4 separate regions of the Zea mays genome follow, and all the other regions are linked to region 4. A link is a contact called in public Hi-C data. All regions are on one chromosome and are shown on one strand. The core of a region is the stretch at or near the end of the contact, and the rest is flanking DNA. Distances in the headings are between cores, read along the strand shown.

The links. Hi-C and Micro-C count contacts between places; a contact is called where the count stands out from the background.
Region 1: a Hi-C map of tassel shows a contact between it and region 4, with 2.7 times the contacts expected there. The contact joins the promoter of LOC100282947 here to the promoter of LOC100280884 in region 4. A contact is called at or near these places in 2 of 25 Hi-C or Micro-C datasets (ear and tassel).
Region 2: a Hi-C map of leaf shows a contact between it and region 4, with 2.4 times the contacts expected there. The contact joins the promoter of LOC100384314 here to the promoter of LOC100280884 in region 4. A contact is called at or near these places in 8 of 25 Hi-C or Micro-C datasets (bundle sheath, ear, leaf and 2 more).
Region 3: a contact with region 4 is called in a Hi-C map of ear, with 2.7 times the contacts expected there. The contact joins the promoter of LOC100216839 here to the promoter of LOC100280884 in region 4. A contact is called at or near these places in 7 of 25 Hi-C or Micro-C datasets (bundle sheath, ear, leaf and 2 more).

Annotation. Positions count from the first base shown.
Region 1 is chr1:87,219,200-87,222,260 of Zm-B73-REFERENCE-NAM-5.0, forward strand. It overlaps LOC100282947 (DNA-binding protein HEXBP), which reads right to left and starts at 1,394. Exons shown (of 4, transcript NM_001155852.1): 1 at 1,214-1,394.
Region 2 is chr1:87,626,963-87,629,993 of Zm-B73-REFERENCE-NAM-5.0, forward strand. It overlaps LOC100384314, which reads left to right and starts at 1,413. Exons shown (of 25, transcript NM_001348678.1): 1 at 1,413-1,850; 2 at 1,948-2,115; 3 at 2,200-2,277; 4 at 2,596-2,674; 5 at 2,915-2,979. The coding sequence starts at 1,602.
Region 3 is chr1:87,654,996-87,658,118 of Zm-B73-REFERENCE-NAM-5.0, forward strand. LOC100216839 (Cyclin-dependent protein kinase inhibitor SMR1) reads right to left here and starts at 1,560. Exons shown (of 1, transcript NM_001143232.1): 1 at 463-1,560. The coding sequence starts at 1,343. The coding sequence ends at 933.
Region 4 is chr1:88,190,949-88,194,085 of Zm-B73-REFERENCE-NAM-5.0, forward strand. It overlaps LOC100280884 (complex 1 protein containing protein), which reads left to right and starts at 1,482. Exons shown (of 3, transcript NM_001153804.1): 1 at 1,482-1,638.

The DNA.
Region 1 (3,061 bases), core at 144-2,643, 970 kb before region 4:
TAAATTGTTCAGAAAATCGTTACTCTATGTCTATTCTACATTTTTCCGAGTACTAGTTATTTTCATGCTGTACTAGTATATTATTTTTAAAATGTATGGTGATCAGATTAATTTGAGGTTTTTCCCTGTGATATTAAGTCCATTTTATTTGGATAAATATCCTAGTGTCTAGTGCTACTGCTAAATTGATACTTTCAGAGTTTTTGTAATTTAGTAATTCTCAATTTTAGCAGAAATTTTCCGTGGACAGTATTCTGGAAGAACTTAACACAGAGCTATTTATCCATATATGTTCAGCGGTCAAGCAAAACTTTGTTTTTCACTTTTCCGAGTACAAGGAAAAAAACATGTTTTCATCCAGCATTCTTTTTTTATGTACTGATATAGCACCGATTAAATTTTCTATTTGAGGAGGACTGATTTAATATTGCTTAGGCCCCAAAACGAAATCGTCTTGAAATCCTTTATTGTTAGTATCTCAATAGTGGTGTGCTCTTTGCAAAACGCAATTCGTGAAGTTTTCAGTGATCATTATTTTTACTCTAACAAATGCTTTATTTATCTTCGTTTTTGCAGTTCAGTGTTCCTTAGTGACCACTTTTGATGGATTCATTTGTGCTCTCAGTCTCTCACAGTGCAGATGCTGCTTCATAGCCCACCTCTCAGCTTCAGCGGGAGAGCAAGTTTGGTATATTGACCAAGTTACTGAGTGTTGGGCCTAACTAGACACAAATTTCTAGTGTATTACTGAGTCAAAGTTGTCTCTGTATACGTGATACTCGCTCAGTATCTTATTATGCAAGAGAAATAATATATCTTGTTTACTACACTGATTTTATCATGTACATAGTCAAATGGTCTAAAACTTGCCTCAGCCATGAGCCAAATATTGAAATACATGCAAATCCATAACAATCGAAACCTATCCCAAATTGGCAATCAAACAAAATGGATTATGTCCTTCCAGGCAGGAGGGGTTTGGGTGGTGGGAGAGGGATCGCCCAACCCCCCTCTGGATTGATTCTCCTGTAGAATGTATTGTATTTGTACCCCTAACTTGTTTAACAAAACCTAGAGAGACATGGTACACAAGATATTTTTTGCAAAAAGTTCGAAGTTTTCAGGCACCGAATAGACAAATGCATTCAGATTTAAGTTAGGGTTTAGGTGCTCCGTTTCACACAGCGGGAACGGAAGAGAAGGGTAAGAATACCTGGCGGGTGCTCGTCGCCCGGCGAATAGACTGACGAAGATGAAGGGCCCGTCCCTCGGGACCTGGCGTAGCCGCCTAGGGCGTCGGCGTCGGGGGGTGAGGGTGAGGGGGCGGGGGCGGTACTCCACACAGTCGTCGCAACGAGAGAGAGAACGAGGGGGACGGGGTGAACGGAATGGATTCGGGACGGGGCATGCGGCGGTAGCCCAGTCCGAGGGTTCGGCTCGGCCGACGGACACGGAGAGCTCACCACGGCCCACGGGCCTTGTCCTGGGCCGTTTCGCGTTTTCTTTTTTAGCAATTTCTCTTTTTCTGATCTCTTTTTAATTTCTATTCTTCTTGATTCTGTGTTTATTATCTTAGTATGACATTTCAAAATGTTCCAGTGTCTAGTGATACATTGGTTTCAAATAAAACAAACAAAAAATATATTTAATAGTGCATTATAAATAAGCAAACGGAACATTTTTATTTTATATTTATTAAGGTTGAACCTTTTATCAAATCTCGAAAACATTTTCGATTGAATGTAGAAAAGGTTTATCCGTAACTAGAAATAGTATTTTGTGCTTGATAATTTACAAGTTAATGACTAATATTACCTTCGTTTTCGAATATTTGTCTCGCTAGTTTATTTTTGAACTAAACGACGACAAATAAAAAAACGGAGAGAGTACTTCGGTACTAAATATGGAACGGCGGGTTCCCGTAAAACAAGAATATAGTTATGGTAATTACCACATATAGACTTTTTTGAGTGGTTACTTTAGAATATGAATGATTATGACTCCACTTAACTCGAGCTTGATTCATCGCACTTAGCTTCATGACATTAATATGAATGATTATGACTCCACTTAACTCGAGCTTGATTCATCGCACTTAGCTTCATGACATTATCTTATATTCTTCATATGTGAGCCAAATCTTTGAATACTTAAACCAACTCTTCACACATTCGGATGGTCATAGAATGTTTCCATCTTTTGTCTCTTGGTTTGAAGTCTGCAAAGGAAGCTAATCTTGCTTGTTGTCGAAGTACGAATTGATACTAACCACATCTGTATTTTGTCTTTTCACCGAAGATTGTGCATTTTACAGTTGATGCCTGGTTGTATTAGGCAGGCTGTCAGGGGTTGCATCCAGTTAGCTAGGAGTGCTTGTTTGGTTTCATGTGTAAAATTTCCTACATAGCACGATGCCTTGTTTGTTTGGTTCCCTGCATAACAGAATGTGGTCTACTATTGTACAGTGGTGGTGAGTTTACCAACCACAAGTCGTTCAAGGTTCAAAACACAAGCAAGTATTATTTCACCACATGGATGATCATGTTAATAGTGGCACAATTAATCATACACAAAGCAGACTTCTCTTGATTACTAGTGCCATAATTGTTCTACAACAATAAGTACTTATTTCTAATTAAAAGTGACATACAAGGCCTCACTTAATGTTCGCACCCTCACTTAATTAAAAAGGGACATGTATAGTGAGGTGTGGTTACATCAGTAAATAAAGGAGCAAAAGAATGACACTATGACAGTACTCTGAACAATGATAACTATATCCTTCCAACTACACAAACCATCTCTTGATTACTAGGCGGTGTAGCAACATGCTTGTAGTAATGTTTTCCAAGTTCATCACTTCGACTATGCATATATGAATTGAATGCAATTCTTGCTTCATGCTCACTAGCATACTTTAGGAATGCGGCCTTCCATAACCCACATTTTGGTCATTACAAGTGGCCCAATCATTGTAAACCCCATGTTTTCTTCCTTGAAATAAATACCACATAGTATGCCGAACAACTGTAGTCCTCTTTGCACTGCTAAAGGCAGGCAC
Region 2 (3,031 bases), core at 163-2,662, 560 kb before region 4:
TTAATTTCTATAATCATGCCTCTAGCTGAGTTGGTTAGACGCTGCGAGTAGCACTTTTCAAATCCTGAGTTTGACTCCCCTCGATATGGGGTTAAAAATTCCCACATTGTTGGTCTCATATTATTAGTTAGAATCATTAATATATCATACATTTGTACTAAGCAAGAGAACTTATTAGAATGCAAATAGCTAATGTGGAAACAAGTAACAAGGGTGATTTTATATATAAAAAAACTGCAGCCCACCTTGTATCATGTCTATTCAATATTATAATATTTACATATTTTCACTTTTAGGTTGGAATAAGTTGCAATGCAGACTACAGAGCTAGGTATTGCACTTTTCGATAGAATAGGTAAGAGACACAATCATTAATAGGAACGACACCAGTTATATATATAATGTAAAAGCATGCAAAACAATTACATTCTTTACCTCTGAGCTCCATCCCCTAGTTCTTCATAGTAATCATGATCTTGTACAAAACTGCGATATAAAATAAAGCAAAAAGGGCATGTAGTTAGCATCAACCTTACTAAATTGGTTATAGAAATGCAACAAAGAATAAGTCTAAGACAAATACCCTTGTGTACGCAGCAACAATGCCCGGACCTCAACGTGCCCTCTCGTTTTTTTAAGAGGTGGCGTATGCTTGAAGGACATGACCTTATTCTTCAATACTAGACAAGAATCCATATATGAGACCTAGGGGATGCAGATTAGTGATGAGATGTTCAACCAGAATGAAAGGGCCTGATCGTTGCTGAGCGGGGGAGTGGGCCACGTAAAGCCACTAACGATCGGGGAGAGGGGGGGGCGACACCTCAGGGAAATGCATCAAGGATCATGATGAGAAAAGAGCTTTTACTTGAATCACGACAATGGGGGCGACAAGGCGAGTGTGCTGGTGAGGGAGGAGAACGACAACAAATCACGATGGCGAGGGTAACAATGCGGGTGTGATGGTGAGGGAGGAGAACGACAACACGCTTCATACGTGGCTTCTCCCGATGGCGTCACATTGAGATCGTGGAGGGTCGTCCGTCCAACGGAGGCGACGACGTAGGTGCGATGATGATGGCTAGGGCTGTTAAAAGGTTATCATCTTTAGCGACCAAACAAGAGGAGAGATATCGCGACACGCACCGGAAGGGAAGGCTCGAGAGATCGGGAGTAATGACATAGAGGTGGGAGGATGAACCAAGGGAGAAATGGATGGATGTAGGGATAAACTTCTACTTTATATTTATATTAGTAGAGATATAGATAGTTTGAAAGAAAATATAGATTTGGAAATCGTGAAAAAACAGCTATCACTCTTACAAGTTGGAGTGAGACTGATCATACGCTTCTTCGCGTGTAACCTCAACGGCTCAACCTCACCGTGCTCCCATTCTAGTCTCCTCTCCACTTCATTACACATCCCCGCGAAATCCCGGACCCGACGCGACCAACCACCTTGTTCAGTGACCCCCTCCCCCGCGCGATCCACCGCCGGCGCGCGTGTACCCTAACCACCGTGCGGATCTGGGAGCAGCTGGCGGCGCTCCCTCAAATGGTCCCCGGCGGCGAGGGGCCCCCCGGAAGGCAGAACAGCTGAGATGCGACGCGACGCGGTGCCGCCACCCACCGCCCCCTCAGCCTCCTCCTCGTCATCCCTCTTCAGCGGCGGCGGCGGCGAGCGGCTGTTCGAGTCTGGGCCCAGCCCGCTCGTCTTCCTTCCCCTGCTCCTGATCCAGGGCGGTGGCATGGACCTCTCTCGCGTCGGCGAGAAACTCCTCAGCTCTGTTCGCTCGGCCCGCTCCCTCGGCCTCCCACCGATCCCCACGGCGCCCCCTCCCCGCCCTGAGGTGCTTTATGTTTTATCCCTCGTTTCACGGCTTGCTTTCGTGCATTGTCGGATCAATGAGGCAGAGGTCGCTCACATTTCTTTTGCACCTTCTATAGGTTCCAGAACGAGCTGCGGCGGCAGCAGCTGCTGCACGTGCGATCGCCGGGTTGCCACCTCACGAGAGGATCAACCTGCCATCCAATTCGGAGGACTTGGTCTCCATCTATGGGAGCAACCCCCAGGGCCAACCGGTGGAGGAGCTCGAGGAGGTGTTCTATGAGGAGGTGGGTGCTGCATTTACATAGGTTTGGCTGTCTGCTTCTTTCAGGATTGATGTGTTTTGAGTTTGAATTTTGAATTATTCACAGGAGTTTGATCCAATAAAGTATATTCTGCAAAGTATTCCGGAGGAAGGAGGTGGCGATGCCACCTATTTCGATAAGCAGGTTAGTGGTGGCAGCTTATGTTTTTCATTTCTAGGACATTGTGAACGAAGTACATGCTAAGAAAAATTTGCATGTACCATACTTTGAGTAATGTGTGCATGCATAGGTGCACATAACTAAATTTGTAATGATTTGGTGTTGGTTTCAACAATAAGTATGACCTCAGTAGTAGAAACCACTTCCTGTTTTGTCGTTTAGAATCATTCTAGTGGTCGATTAACTGTAATTGGTACCAAATGTCCTGCTCCACCTGCATGAACACGTGCTTTTTAACCAAATTAACATCATCTATTTTTCTAAAGTGAATCTTTTTTTCAGTCTACATTGAGATTAGAGCAGCTTGACAAGATTGCAGAAAGATTAGCACACCATGTTATGGGTCATCATGAAGAAATGGGTACGTCTTTTCTCTGCATAGGATTGGATAGTTTTCAATTGCATGCTTTTTTTTTGGGTTCCAACCAATACATTTCATGAATGTTCATCTCCTTAAACATGTTCAGGTTTTAATTCCCTATAGCTATGAAATAATGAAGATATCTAATGCTGCTTTAGCCTCAGTTATGCTACCAAAATGCGATCTTTATTGATTTCCTTTTAAGGACATTTCAGATTACTGATATTTAGTTTTGGGCAGTGAAGGGGATGCAGTTAGTGATGGAATTAGAACATGACTTAAAGGTTGCAAATGTAATCTGCATGGTAATATCTTGTGAAACTTATTCCTTTCTGGCATTGTTTGGTACCTTCTTTT
Region 3 (3,123 bases), core at 310-2,809, 540 kb before region 4:
CTCTTACAGATACATATTATACTAATAAGTTGATGGATACTAGAACTCTACTTGTCAAACTATACAATAAGTATGATGCATTATATGACTCTATTAGGTTCAAAAAGGGTGTCCCTCTAACTCTATTTGGTGAAAAAAACAATATTTTGGGATAAAATTTATGATGATGATGTATGCAATAAGTCTTGCTTCAACAATTAGATGTTCTACCCTCCATCCTAATCTTGATCTATCTAGGACTATAGGCAATAAGTCCTGCTTCTGCCTCTAATGGTGGTTCTGAACTTGCAGCCAACTTGACATAATCACCAGTTAGATGATAACTTCAATATCACCAGTTAGATGATAACTTCAATATCACCGCCGCAACTTGCAGCCAGGGTAAGCGCGCCGCCGCTGCCGGCGGTCTAAATCGGACACTGCCCTGCGCTGGACCCACTGCACACGGAAGAAGATGGAGCTGATCGCGTAACAAGTGAATGAGAGTATATATATATGACGCTAGTGGTACAAGTGAGCTTAGCTTCTTCGTTACACACAGGGGCTACATGGAAGAATGGAGATTCAGGGCATGCAGCTCCTGCCTAGTGCCTACAGCTAGCTAGCTAGCTAGTATTGCGCTACACCTTTTGACACCATGACACTATCATCACCACATACACACACTGAACAGCATCTAGCAACTACAGGAACTGATTGTGAGCTATAGATAGAGGAAACTAGCTAGAGAGATGTGCCGACGAGCTGTAGCAGTACAAGTACAGCAGTCCTCTCCTAAGCACCCCCCCTACCATGGACCTCCGATCCTAATAATAAGCTGCTGTATGTGATCGATCCAAGCCAAAACCACTTGGCTCTGCACCTAGCTAGCTACCGCTGCTACACGACCTGTACTACTACTACGACTAGCACCTGCCAGACGAAGGTAGCTACTATCTCTTCTTGGGCTCCGGGCAGGCCACCCTCCGGCGCTTCTTCTGGGCGGACGGCGGCGGCGGTGGCGGCGCCGCGGGGCGCGGGCGCCAGAAGAGGCGCTCCAGCTCCTCCAGCCGCAGACTGAACACCTCCACCTCGAACAGGCGCTTCCGGCACGGCGCGGGGGCCGCGGGCGCCCGCGGCTTCCGCGGCGCCGGCGGGCAGGTCCCCGGCGGCCTCACCTGGCTCTCCCCGCCCGTCGGCGTCCGGCAGCGGTAGTCCTCCTCCTCCTGCTGCGACACGGTTGCGGCGGCGCTCTCCTCGGCCACTGCTCCCACCGCCGCCCCTGCCCCGGGCAGCAGGAGCGGCGAGCTGCACGGCGAGAACGCCGGCGGCGCTGGCTTGTAGAACTCCGGCGACGCAGACATGGCGGGTATGGGGAGGCTTCAGGCTTGTGTGTGCGCGCGCGCGCTAGCTGGTTCTTTCTTGAGAGAAGAGAAGGGAAGAGGGCGGTGTGTCGTGGTGAGTGTGGAGTGGAGGAAATGAAGCGGCCGGCGGGCGGGCGGGCGGTAGGTTGCTTGAGACACTTGGTTACTTCTCCTCCCTCCCTGTCTCGCTTGGCCTTGGCCTTTGCCTGGGGATATGGTCTGCTTTTGGGAGGAAGGACCCTTTGTTTCGGCCCTTTTGTATCGGGCGGGTGTCGTTTTGTACCCAGCACGTTGGAATGATCCCGTTATTGCGTTTAGGTCCTTGGCGAGCGATAGGCCCCCACCCCAAAATCGTGCACAGTGCACGCAGCACACATGATGGCATCATGCTACGGATACTCCTCCCCACTGGGCCACCACTCGCTCGCTTCAATTATTAGGCTCAATACAATACAATGCAGGGCTCAGCGAAAATCTCTAGCCCGAATCTCACGGTACTAAAGTATTGTACTAAAAACGCTTACATTCCTATAGCATCGTGTTTGCACGACCGCACCTGCCCAAAGTCATCATCACAGCATCCCCTTCTTCTTCCTTGGGCACCTTGGAAAGGTAGCCTTTCACTCCAGATCTCCTTAAAAAAACGTAATCTCGATCATCGGTCGTCATACTCATCCGTGACGGATTAAAAAGATCAAAGGAAAGGGCTACTTAAGGTCCTCTTTGCTTCAGCTTATAGATTATATAATCTGGATTATAATCTAAATTATATAATCCAGATTAAAATATAAATAGATTATAATCTGTATGAAGCTGTTTGGTAGTCTAGATTATATAAATGTAGATTATTCACAAAGAGAACAGTACTCTTGTCTGTTTATTTGAGGTGAGTAAAGAAGGATGTCATATATTGTAATTTCTATTTACATAACCATAGGTAGTGGGTCTTTTACCAAAAAATAATCTCAAATAAGCTACGCTTGAGGAGATTGTGAGATTACCATAATCTGGGTTTTAGATTATATAATCTGAACCTATAATCTAGGTGTTTATTTACCTACTGGATTTTTTGCGCTGGATTATATAATCTAAAGAGATTATAATCCGAAACAAACATGGCATAAGTCGATCAACCGTGTGACACTTCTAGTGACTTCTAGTGATCTGACAGTATACAACTGGTACTTTGTAGTAGTCAACCTGATCGATTAGCCACCGCCACCTACCAGCCTAAAGCCTAGGCTCGACCACATACGTCTGACTGTGCCATGCCATGTAGGAGATGGAGGGTGTTGGTCATTTGTTCTCAAATATTGTGAATTAAGAATAAGAAAACACAATTGTTAAATATTAGGGACCTTCGTCTTTCAAAGCATTATCTCCTCATGGATATAATGATCATCAGACGAAGGTCATGAAAGACATACCTTCATTGTTTAATAGATGAACAAGAATGCAAAGAGACGAAAACAACAAGTGTATCTCATTGACTCATTCATATTTCCATTCCACAAAACATGTATGAGTATTGAGAAGATTTACATTACAGTGATACATTCGGCTTGCTCGAAGGCGTTAATGCGAGAGAGATTACAAATCAGCGTGAACAGTACGGTATTACTGTTCATCTATTTACAGGCACGGGACGTAGCCCGGGTAAAAGTACATTTATGTCCCTGACATTTACTTATGATCGTAATATAAGTCATTGAGGATTAAGTAGTCCTTTTCCCCTTCGGTCAACATCATCATCATGCTTCATCACCATTACAAGCCGAAG
Region 4 (3,137 bases), core at 232-2,731:
ATATTAGAGCGGCCACTTTACTGACCTGGCAATTGTTTTGCATGTGTCCACTAAGATTATAGAAATTAACAGCCTGGCACATGTTTAGAAACAATAAAATAGAAGATAACATTAACAGACTTATCTCACTAGTAACTATTGAATAAATGTCAGTCAAAATCACATTAATAAACTCGAGTACTTCAGGACATCACACAACATTACCACTGAATTCACAAGCATAATTGGTGTTTATATTTCACCATCATGGAACAAATGAAATAGCACATGTATTGTTTCCTCAATATGTTTTATGATGCATGTCACCATGCCTATTATGAGCAAAATGAGTACAAGTGCCGAACAATAAATGCCAGACCCTTATACAATCATATATAGTTGCAATCAATCTGGGCCACAGTTACTACTTAAAGCTGCATGCTCATTATAATCAGGAATAACATGTAAGCACACTCCTCAACAAACCATGAAGAGGTGGAGCCATCTACAAGCACAATTATCTCCAGGTAGCAAAAAATTATCATTAAACACCAAGGAGGAAACTCTTTTTCTACTACAAAGAGTGCATATGTACACTTCAACCTGCCAAACAATGTATGTATCCAATTCTATCATTCTATGGATTATGAATCGATTGTCTGGTCCATCACACGAGGACAAATCGCCGTATCACATGGCAGTACTGAATCATCAACGGCAATTTTTTTCCAAACCCAGAATTCAAACGGCTCAATCTTGAGTTGCAATTCTTGCCCCTACCTAAAATTCCTAATGCATACCCTAACGATGGAACCAATGACCGCTCGACCTCGCACAAATCACCGAGCTCGCAAGTCGCAACGTATAATAATGAGAGAAACAAACAAACAAAAGTCTTCAGTGTCACCTGGCCGGCACGAAGGTTGGAGAACCTGAACTCCACTCGCTCCCCAAGTCGGTTCAAGGAACGCCTGCGCCGCGGTTTAGCCTCGACATCCAGCCCTCACCCCCGTCGCCGGTTTGGACGTGCGTGCGCAATCAATCTGGCTTCTGGCCTCCTCTGCGCCGTAGCGCTATACCTGTATGGATCATTGCGATATACATGCAGGGGTAATACCTGCATGGATCATTGCGACATGCAAGCAGAGGTAAAGGATTGAGGAACCAGGCTGAGGCTCGACGAAGACGTGAAAAGGGTCGCTTTTTTTAGCTGCTAATAATACCTTTGTTCTTCAATATTTATCGTCGGCTAATTTATTTTTAACTTAAAATGCGATAAATAAAAATAAGAGTACAAGTTTTACGGCGGTTGGAATGTGCGCACAAAAAAAAATGTTCGGGAATTATATCAACAGATGTTCTAGCAATAAAAAGACAATATTAATAACTTTTCGGTAAAACAGAGAGAAATATCACTTTTGTGGGCTTAACTCCGGCTAGGCCGAAACCGGTTGATTGGACCGAACTCTAGCTTACATGGGCCGAAAACTGCATTTGTGAGTGAGACCAGGAAGAGGCATTGGTCGGACCCGCGTGGTTCTCCCGTGTCCTCTCTCTCTAGTGTCGACGAGTGGGCGAACGCCGCCACCGCCTTACGCCAGTCGCCAGGCGCTCAGGTTTTCATCTTCGGGCCCTTCACCGGCGACCAGCACCCAACAGGTACCCCACCCCTTCTCTTCCGTTCCTGCTGTGCGGAACCGAGCGCCCAAACACTAGCTTAAGCTATTTGCATTCGTATCTGATCTGATACAATTACTTAGTGTATGTTTCGATCCATTAGTATTAAACATTAGCTAGCTAATAACTGCTATTTTTTAGCTAGCTAATTTTAGTAGTGGGTGTTTGGATTCACTAGCTAATAAGGTGGTTCGACAGTTAATTGCTATTAGCACCTATTAGCAACTTCAAACCTGCTAGTGGAACTAATAGGTACCAGCACCATCTAATAATTAGCAGTTATATTTGGATCCACTAGCTAGTACTAGTTTTAGCTGCTAATTTTTAGTGAAGAGTGAAAACGGACCCAAATAGGCCCTGTGTAGTATACATGTTTTGTGCCTACAAACTTCATTTTTTTCATATTGTATAAAATATTATTTGGTGTACATGTGTATACACGTCTTTCACTGGGTTCGTCACCTTGTTGCAGTTATGTTCCAGGCTTCCTGCAACAAGCCTTGATCTCTGGCCCATTTCTGCACATAGAAGTAGGAAAGAGGGCATAGGATGTTGGCATGCTGCAGCTTATCTGAGAACCATCGTGATTAGATACTAACCGATGAACATCGAGCTGGGAAGCAAGGGACAGTTGCTAAAGTCCTCAAATTGGTGTTAGTAGTAGCAGCAGAGTCAAGAAAAAACTTTGATAGTGACCATGCTTAACATGAGTAGTCTTTTTTTCTCCCAAGTGATGCCTTGCTGTACTTTAGCCCATTTCTGATCCTGTCCTACTAAAATTGCCATCATAGGTTCGTGGTGTATTATTTTTCCTAGGAAAACAAAATCTTCTACATACACAAATTCTTTTGTATTAAACTTATTGTACAGTGTCAAAAAAACTGTGTTGAAAACATCCCCGTAAGAGGCCCCTGCCTTATCAGCCATAGTTCTTGTTGTGCTTACATGGATATTAAAGGGCTCTATGCGATAATAGTTTATTACTATGAAACTGTGATAATAAGCAACATATCTGTGGTTCATGTTTATCAAAGTTCCGCTCACTTAATATGCGTGCCATATTTTTGAATTAACCAGCAGTGTCTTATCTTCGACGCATGGTTAAAGGATTATAATGAAGCATACAGACTTGTCTATGACTTGCAGAGTTGGCACCATCATAAAAAACATGTATCATAAAAATTGACTATATAAGTATTTTGATCACATAATATAAATGCAGATTTATGGTGATCAATTCATAATGTGCACAACTGATAATGGTGGCAGAAAGCAGGCCCTGGTGAAAAAAACTGTGGTTCTGAAACTAGCCAATTATATGCAGTTAGTTAAGCCCTATACATGCATACGTTATTACTTAAAACAGTGAGTAGAAAGTATGGTAGCCCTATCCTGCATGACCTGTGATGCTGTAATAAACTACACACAAAATATATATGGAACTATATTTAAATTACTGCACCACATCTTATCTGTTTGCA